2 separate regions of the Danio rerio genome follow, and region 2 is linked to region 1. Evidence: chromatin contacts called from public Hi-C data. All regions are on one chromosome and are shown on one strand. Each heading gives the region's core, a stretch centred on a gene start, on an enhancer-like site or on the middle of the called end of the contact. The rest is flanking DNA. Distances are from core to core; before and after follow the strand shown.

Evidence for each region. Hi-C and Micro-C count contacts between places; a contact is called where the count stands out from the background.
Region 2: a Hi-C map of an unstated tissue shows a contact between it and region 1, with 4 times the contacts expected there. The contact joins the promoter of ints6l here to the promoter of gpc4 in region 1. A contact is called at or near these places in 1 of 18 Hi-C or Micro-C datasets (an unstated tissue) and 1 of 4 datasets of contacts at active chromatin or transcription factors (embryo).

Annotation. Positions count from the first base shown.
Region 1 is chr14:35,657,633-35,662,090 of GRCz12tu, reverse strand. It overlaps gpc4 (glypican 4), which reads left to right and starts at 2,522. Exons shown (of 9, transcript NM_131860.2): 1 at 2,522-2,764. The coding sequence starts at 2,611.
Region 2 is chr14:36,074,525-36,078,982 of GRCz12tu, reverse strand. It overlaps ints6l (integrator complex subunit 6 like), which reads right to left and starts at 2,634. Exons shown (of 18, transcript NM_200434.2): 1 at 2,345-2,634; 2 at 2,151-2,228. The coding sequence starts at 2,455.

The DNA of each region.
Region 1 (4,458 bases), core at 1,273-3,772:
TCAGGTTTTAGATACAAAAATTTGTAAAGGTGCAGTCTCTAAAATTTATAAAACAATTTTTTCATTTATTAGACAGTTAGATTCCTCATCCTTTTTAAAAATAAAGCAGAGCTGGGAATCAGATCTCAATCATGTTTTCACAGACGAGGAATGGTCCAAGGCTCTGTCTCGTGTACAAACCTCTTCTATTTGTGCTCGTCATTCCCTTATACAATTCAAATTATTGCATAGAGTATATTGGACTAAGGCAAAAATATCTAAAATTAACCCTGGTTTTGATCCAATCTGTGATCGGTGTCGACAAGCTCCAGCAACTCTTCTTCATACTTTCTGGCTTTGTCCAGCGCTAAGCACTTTTTGGGCATCAATTTTTAAATCAATTTCTGAATGCTTTCTTTTAGATATTGAGCCATGCCCCCTAGTAGCATTATTTGGACTTAACCCTACAAATGTTTCTTTGTCATCTACACAATCAAATGCACTTGCTTTTTGTTTAATAATTGCTAAAAGGCTTATAACACTAAACTGGAAAAATCCTTCCCCACCCAGTTACATACATTGGATGCATGATCTGATGCAGTCTATGCAAATAGAAAAGATTAGATATACAGTTTGCGGTGATACTGAAAAATTTGACACTATCTGGCAACCATTCCTCTTACACTTTAAAAATAAAAATAATAAATAAATAAACATGTATATATGTATGTGTATTTGTATGCAAGTATATAGCTGACTTATCTTCCCTACCCCTGGCTTGGTTATGAGTGGAGAGTGTGTTTTTTTTATTTATTTATTTTATTTTTTGTTTTTATATATATATTTTATTATTATTTTATTTTCTACTGCTGTACCCTTTGAGTATTTGTATTTATATATTCTCGGCACTGTTGTTGTTGTTGTTGTTGTTTTTTGTTTTGTTTTTTTCCTTAATGCATGAATATGTAACTATATTTTATTCAGAGAGAAAGAAAACGTGAGCAAAATTGTATTCTACCACCACATTGGATCAGTTGATGTCTAATGATTCTGTGTATCTGATGCTGTGGCTCTCTGACTAACATATTTCAATAAAAACAGAGTTAAAAAAAAAAAAAAAAAAAAAAAAAAAAAGAAAGTTAACTTAATCATATAATTCTATTTGTTTAAAGCGTAAATTGTCATTTTATACTGACATGAGATGTGTATTTTGTAAAATGTTTGCAATTAGGGCTAGTTTTTTATTGGATAATTAGAAGCACCACAATTAATTTGTGTTGTTTGAATAGACTACTGAACACAAATGTTGTTTAATTCAAACGTATTATTAACAGTGTTTAGGTAATGCATCGCAAGTAACCTGAGTTGTGTAATTACTTTTCAAGTTAGAGTATGCAGTTATTTTTAAGTAACTGTTAAAATAACATAATGTACAAGAAATAGTCTTTATCTAAGTCAATTTCCAAAATGAGTATTGCCTGGTATTTTTTTTATTCATCTGCTGACAGATGTCCCCATTAAACATAATGATTACTGTTCTAGAATTTCACTTGCACAAAATAATCAGTGTAAAGGTCATTTTTAATAGAACTACTATCTATCTATCTATCTATCTATCTATCTATCTATCTATCTATCTATCTATCTATCTATCTATCTATCTATCTATCTATCTATCTATCTATCTATCTATCTATCTATCTATCTATCTATCTATCATCTATCTATCTGTCTATGTGTCTATCTGTCTGTCTGTCTGCCTCTGTCCTGCCATTCAAATATCCTCTCCCATGGCCTTACGAGATAAGTGTCCGTTGTATAAACACTATAGTGAACAATATAGAAGAAGCCACCCTGATACTTTTTACCGTCAGTTAAATTGGCAAAAGCCCCAGTGAAATGTCACTAGTATATCATCACGTTTCAGGTTTGATTTGTACAGTATGTTCATGAATAGCCTACCGGCAGACTACAGATGTTAATATTGTAGCCTCCTGCGCGCGCCATGCTCCACCCCGTGTGTTTCGCTCTTTGTCCGGAACTCGGCTGCGTGCTCGCGCAGTCCTGACTCTGTGCTGAGATCTCGCCGCGCGCACAAGCGACTCTCGATTCCCACTCTGCGTCCCGACTTCACTTCAGCGCGAGAGGGTGGAAAACTTTCCCAAAACTTCTGATAGCAAATTTTGTCGCTTTTTCTTCTACACAGCGAACTGCTTCGCGGATCTTTTCAAAAGAAGAAACTGCCTTTGAAGTGCCTTGATTTTACAGCATTGAACGTGTGCGCGTGCATAGCACTGGACATAGCGCAGACTTGCTGTTGTTTTTTCTTCTTTTTTTTAAAAAGCAGAAACTAAGAGAATAAAGTCGTGACTTATTTGCTGTTTGTTACTTTTGCTCGCTTTTTATTCGGTATACACTGCGGGATTGTTTCGCTCGTTGTTCTTTTCGGAGGCCCGGTTTTTTATTACTCAAGAAAATCCAGCTCGCGAGACCCGAGCGTCTGAAAGAAGTTAAACACAGAAAGACTCCGCATCCCCATGAGGCAACCAGAAGTGCCAATCGAAGAGATTTCGTGACTGAACCTTTTGTTTTGTATTCATTTTTGGTGCTTCATTACTTAAGCAGTCAGCGATGAAGATGATCGTTGTGTTTACAGTATGTATGTCTGTGGTGGTTTTGGCGTCGGCTCAGGCTGATCAGAAGTCAAAGAACTGCAATGAAGTCAGAACTGCCTACAGTTCCAAAGGTTTCAACGTCAACGATGTTCCCAACAAAGGAGTGCAGGGTGAGTTACACTGATTTTATTTACACGAAATGCGGTACACTTGTTAAGCCTGTCAGATTCGTTTGGTAGGCTCCGTGTACTAAAAAAGCCATGTAAATACACTGTGCGTACAGTTTGGCCTGGCTACATATGTCGCTTTGTATGTCCAGAAAGCAGTGTATAAAGTTTGCAAGGTGCTTATTTCGTGTCCGCACATTTATTTAAACATCTCTATTGAAAATTATTGTGCACTCTTATTGGTCTTCATACTGTCTGCTTTTAGGATTTTATTAGGTCAGGAAGGTGACTAACACACATACTTTAGACATTACATTAGACTTTAAGAGACAGTTCTCAGAGACTGTGTATTATTTTATACCTGTAACGTTACTGCTTTTTTAACTATTCAATGTAAGGTATGTTCTGTAGGCTATAGCCCAATGTTTGCTTTAGTGACTATTTATTTGCATAATATAAAGAAAGAATGTTGGCTGCCATTCTATGCTACACAACTTAATTTTTAGGGGAAAGAATGACCGAAATTTTAAGTGTGAGCTGTCCCTTTAAGTCGCTTTCTCCATACGTTACTACACTTCGGATTGTAAGTGGGGAGTTCTTCATCTTTCAAACGGGATACAGCTCGTGATTACATTTCTATAGTTACAAATGTTTCGCACCCCCAGCTGCTGTCTTTGTTCCAAAGCGTCGTACTTTGTCATTATAAGCGAGAGTCAGTCATCGGACAGTGATTGTCATTCAGGAGCGCTAATGCTCATGTAAATGCAGTGATTTTATCAGGAGCGGCAATGGGGGCGGGGAGCGTAACAAGTTGCAGTTTTAGCTCCTCTTCAATGGGAGAACTAGCCTCAGGACACCGTTTGGATATAATCAGTGTCTTATTTCCCCTCAAGTAAAAGAGAAAGTTTTTTGTTGACCAGCGAAAGGCTTCGTCCAAGGTAGTTCAGGAAACTGAATCTACATTGTAAACATATTTAATGAAACTGACTTGATAACTCGCATGACACAATAAAAGTATGCTTTAAGAAATTTTAAGCACTATCACATGAGCCAGAGTGCTGATTTTGGCATGAGTTCGCAGGAAGTCACAGCTATGCTGATGTTCACTTTAGTAGCTGAAGTGTGCCATATTGCTGTAGTGTACAGCTAATAACAGTTACAACCTGGTCAGTTCACCCATTTGTTAGGGTTCCCATTATAAGGGCCAGGCAGAATCTGCAGACATTTTTTGCTTTTTCTGTGAAGAATTTTGAACAAAAAAAAAAAAAATAATAATAATAATAGCTTTTTAACTTTTTTCATGTTTACAATGCTAATCCATGTAGATCAACTTATTTGCTAAACAATACAGTTTGTAAAGTAATATCTGCTGTCTTTTAGTAGATCTATTATATGATAGACTTTATCATATAATAGATCTACTAAAAGACAGAAGACATTACTTTACAAACTGTATTGTAAATAAATTAAATGAAAATTTTCACATTAGTCAATAATATTACTGAAATAATTAAAAACTGAATTAGTATAAATATACACACATTTACACAATTAAATAAATATCTGCGGAATTCTGCTGATTTCTGTGCACACAGATTTCATGTGTGTCTACCCATCAGTACAGACAAAAAAACTGGACTGGACCGAAAAGAAAATTATATACTTAGTCCTGCATTCACACTGTACTTTTTTAGACC
Region 2 (4,458 bases), core at 1,385-3,884, 420 kb before region 1:
GCCACCTCAACTTTTAGAACCAATTTGATTTTGGATGCAACTACCAAAAAATAGAAATAGTTTTAAAAAGTATAATTATGTTCCATATTTATTATAGGTGTAAAATTAATAGTTTGCTAAAGTCATCACCTTTCAAGGAATTTTGATGTTCTGAAGCCTTCTCTTAAGAAAAGTGAGTGTGGTTTTACTACTACAACAAAACTTAAAAAAAAAAAAAAGCTTTGTGTGGAGGACTGTAAGTATGTAACTGGGTCATCTGAGTAACTGTATAATATACATATATATATATTTATTTATTTTTTTTCATTTTTAAATATTTCCCAAATGATGTTTAACAGAGCAAGGACTTTTTCACAGTATTTCTGATATTCTTTTCTTCTGCAGAAAGTCTTAATTGTTTTCTTTCGGCTAAAATAAAAGCAGCTTTTAATTTTGAGTTTATAAAAATTATTAGCCCCTTTAAGCTATGTATTTTTTCGATAGTCTACAGAACAAACCAACATTATACAATAACTTGCCTGATTACCCTAACCTGCCTAGTTAACATAATTAACCTCGTTAAGCCTTTAAATGTCACTTTAAGCTAAATACTGGTATCTTGAAATATATCCAGTAAATTATTATGTACTGTCATCATAACAAAGATAAAATAAATCCGTTATTAGAAATGAGTTATTAAAACTATGTTTAGAAATGTGATGAAGAAATCTTCTCTGTTAAACTGAAATTGTGGGGAAAAAATAAACAGGTGGGCTAATAATTCAGTGGGGCTAATAATTCTGACATTACTGTGTATATATAACAGCTGCTACTTGATAATAATTGTTTCCATAACTCAAACAAAATATCGGTTCTGCTTTTTTTATTTTCTATACTCAAAGATACAGGGTGATTTGTAGTTTAGCTCAGCTGCAAATTTGAATGGATTATTGAACAACAACAACAAAAAAAAGTAGATCAGGATTTGAACCAGCCTATACACATAATTACACCACTAGGCTATCATGACTCACAGTCTTAGGAAGAAATGCCAAACCTGTCAATGTTGTCCCCTCATAAAAACTTGCATGACGCCCCTGAACATATTATGTGCAAGTCTAGTCGTGCCCTAGTGTCTCAGAATGATCAAGTGAACCATTCAGCAAGAATGACTATAAGATATCTGCTCATGACATTCCCTTAGTGTTGTAAATAAAGAGATGTGTTTGCATACTATTCTTACAGATGTCTGACTGTTTACCACACCATCAGGTCATAAATACTCCTGTAGCTGTAATTCTTACTCATAAAGTTTGAAAACAACTTTTTTGTGTATATGAAAAAAGCAAATTACCCCCATCACTGAATTATGCTGCATGGTATATGCACTAGATCTATTGTATTTGTATTAGAAGCAGTTTTATCTCAGCTTGTATCGTTCCAGATTACATGTTTGAGCAAAATGTGTCACTTTCATATATATCTGTTAATGCCTAATATGTAAATGATGACTGAACAACGAGCAATCAGGCATCTAATGTTCTGACAATCTAATATCTGAGTAAAATGAAAGACTCAGTGAGCTAATCTGCACACACTCAATCAGCTTTCACCTGTTAGGTGTTTGGAAAGTACTGTATGAATGGGAGGGAGGTGAATGTACTGTGAGTGGAGAGGGAAGGAAGTTGATGCTTGCTTTCAAGGGCAACTCACAAGCGCCCCTCTCTCGTAAAGAGCAAAGCAACCCTGCAAAGCATCTCCTCATTTGCTTATTGATAGCTTTTGCACAAATCAAATCGCGCTGATTCGTTCTGGCTACAGTGGCCAATGAGAATGCAAGAGGAGGGCACGAGATAGAGGGCAGGCTGCTCGTCCAATCCGGGCCGAGTTGGCCCGCGCACGCGTCACGCGCTACGTCATGGTGGATAATAAATCTCTCCGCCTCCATCTCAGCGCTCGAGAGCTTTCCCAACACAAAAGCAAAATGTCCGCCATGTTCAGAGGCTGCGCTGCTCCGGGTCTGCGGATATTTTAACAAAAATTAGCCGTTTTCGCCACCGGGAGGCCGCCTGACCCGATGCTACGAACCAGAGGGACAGTAGAGTCTCACTGTCAGAAAAAATATCTCCGCTTTAACCACATATAAACACAATTTAGTAGTATTCATTTACCTTTACGCCGTATGGTGGATCATCGAATGTAACTAGCATGTACCTGTCGCCTCTACTAGCCGGGTCTCGGGCACGCAGCTGTTAAAGAAAACGAAACAATACACATTCATTTCATCTGATCCTGTCATAGGGATCCTTAACTCCAACAAGGTACAACAGTAAGCTGAAAAAGTCGGGGTAAAATTATGCTTTACCTTCATAAAGATCTCAACCGCGCCTTTAGCAATGTCCAGATACGTCGTACCCAAATAAGTGCGCTGATTCATAGAAGCGGACGTGTCTATCAGGAAAAGTAAAATAGGCATTTTTAAAATGTATAGATATACGTCTAGATGTTGTCTAAAATAGCTACAATCGGCATATGACCTATCTCGCGGCCCTGGGCATGCATATATGTGTGTATATATTTTGTTATAATCAGACCCCCCCAAAAGAGGGTCGTACTGCCACCCTTTGCAGCCGCCTGATTCTCTATCTGTCTTTTCTGAGCAGTGCTGGGCTCGCGCTGTTAGAGAACTTCTCTTCCGAACAGACCGAAACGCCTTCGCCCCGCCGCTGCCCTGCCATTGGCTGAGCCGAGCCGCGAAGCCACGCCTTCTCTGTATAAAAATGCAATGAGGTCGTGGAATGCCTCTTCAGATCTCCGTGCTCGCGTGGAGGGAGCATGTTGGTCTTGTGTGTGATTGTTGGACGCATTGTTTTTGGCCTTTAAAGGCTACATCTGTCCGTCGGTTGTGCGTTAGAATGATTTAACAAGTTCACTTAAAGCCAACAATGTCATTTTTGTCTCGTGGAAAGCTAGGGCGACTCCTCCTTGTCTGATCTCGTCTAGCTGTAGTTGTCTTGGTGGGGGTGGGGGAGTAGCTTGGGCTCTGTGTGATTTTTATAATAATTGTGCCTCCCCCTGACCATCGGAGAAATCCATCCTCGCCCGCCTTCCCCTCCTCTTGTTTATCTCCTTTGAGAGAGTGTAGGCAAGCGCCATGTTAACACACCAAACCGCTCGAGACAGACGCGGGAGGAAAAGCAGTGTTGTCAGGCTCTGGCTCCTCCTAAACCGCCTTGCTGCACACATGCCCTTTGAATTGGTGAATGTCAGAAAGGGACGTACCTACTTGGCAATCCTGCAAACTGAACGCACTTCAAAAATGTGCAGGCATGTGCGGTGTACGCCAAGTTGATATATTTACTCTGCGTGAAGCAGGCTAGCGTGTATAGCTAACACTACAGTGTATTTTTATCTCCGCAGGGAATAGTCTGCGAACAAGTGCCGATGATACAGTACCCTTTATTATGCTCATTCAGCCGCATTTTTACATAACTACAACTCAACAGCCTGCTCAGATGATCGAGGCAGCGTGAGAAACGTGAACTATCCCTAAAATAAGATCACGATATGTTAGAGCTAGCTTGTTCATCTGTATTTTGAGCCACGCGCTGTTTCTTTCTTCCTTTTTGTTATAACGTTAGACGTTGATCGACAAATCGATCAATACGTTTAGCTCACGGGTGAACGGTATGTATTTTGTGAGGGATTTAATATGTCGATTTGTGTTTATTTTAATTTTTCTGAGATATTTTATTGTAATGCAAAATTTCAGCGTGCAAATTTGTGCTCGCGGTCACTGATGTTTTGGTTATGGGTTGAGCCCTAAGAAGGCGGTGGTGGATATAGTTCACTTGTCTGAATGAACATTCATTTTAAAAGGGGCGTGCGTTTTTTAGCTTTACTTAATAAACTAAACAGACGTCTCCATGTCCTGTTTTCATAAGTCAAGCTCGGTTCACTGGTTTTTCAAAAGAATAAAAAAACGCTTAAGAGGATGAAACTGAATAACTTAGCTGGTGGTTTCCTGTGTTTTAATTTACTAACGTCGACAGGAAAATGTTTCGTTTGAGGTTTGCTGTCAAATCTTAAAGGGACAGTTCACACTAAGTACAATTGTCTTACAAAGGGGCTCTTCACACTATACTTAAAGTCAGGTAAAATTCCCAAAAGTGAGTGCTGACTAACAGGTTAACCCTGGGCTACTACAATCCTAAACACTACTTTTTTAGCCCAAGATAAATACATAATTCACATTTAACTGCATGTTACAGGTTATAAGTAGGCCCACATGGAATCTGCATGCGTAGAATTCCGCAGATTTTTAGCCCATCATTGATTCTGTTTATTTACTTGTGTAAATGTGTACACATTTATATTTATTCAGTTTTTAAATAATTTCAGTAATATTAACTAATATGAAAATGTTTATATGGTTTATTTACAATACTGTTTGTAAAGTAATATTTTCTGTCTTTTAGT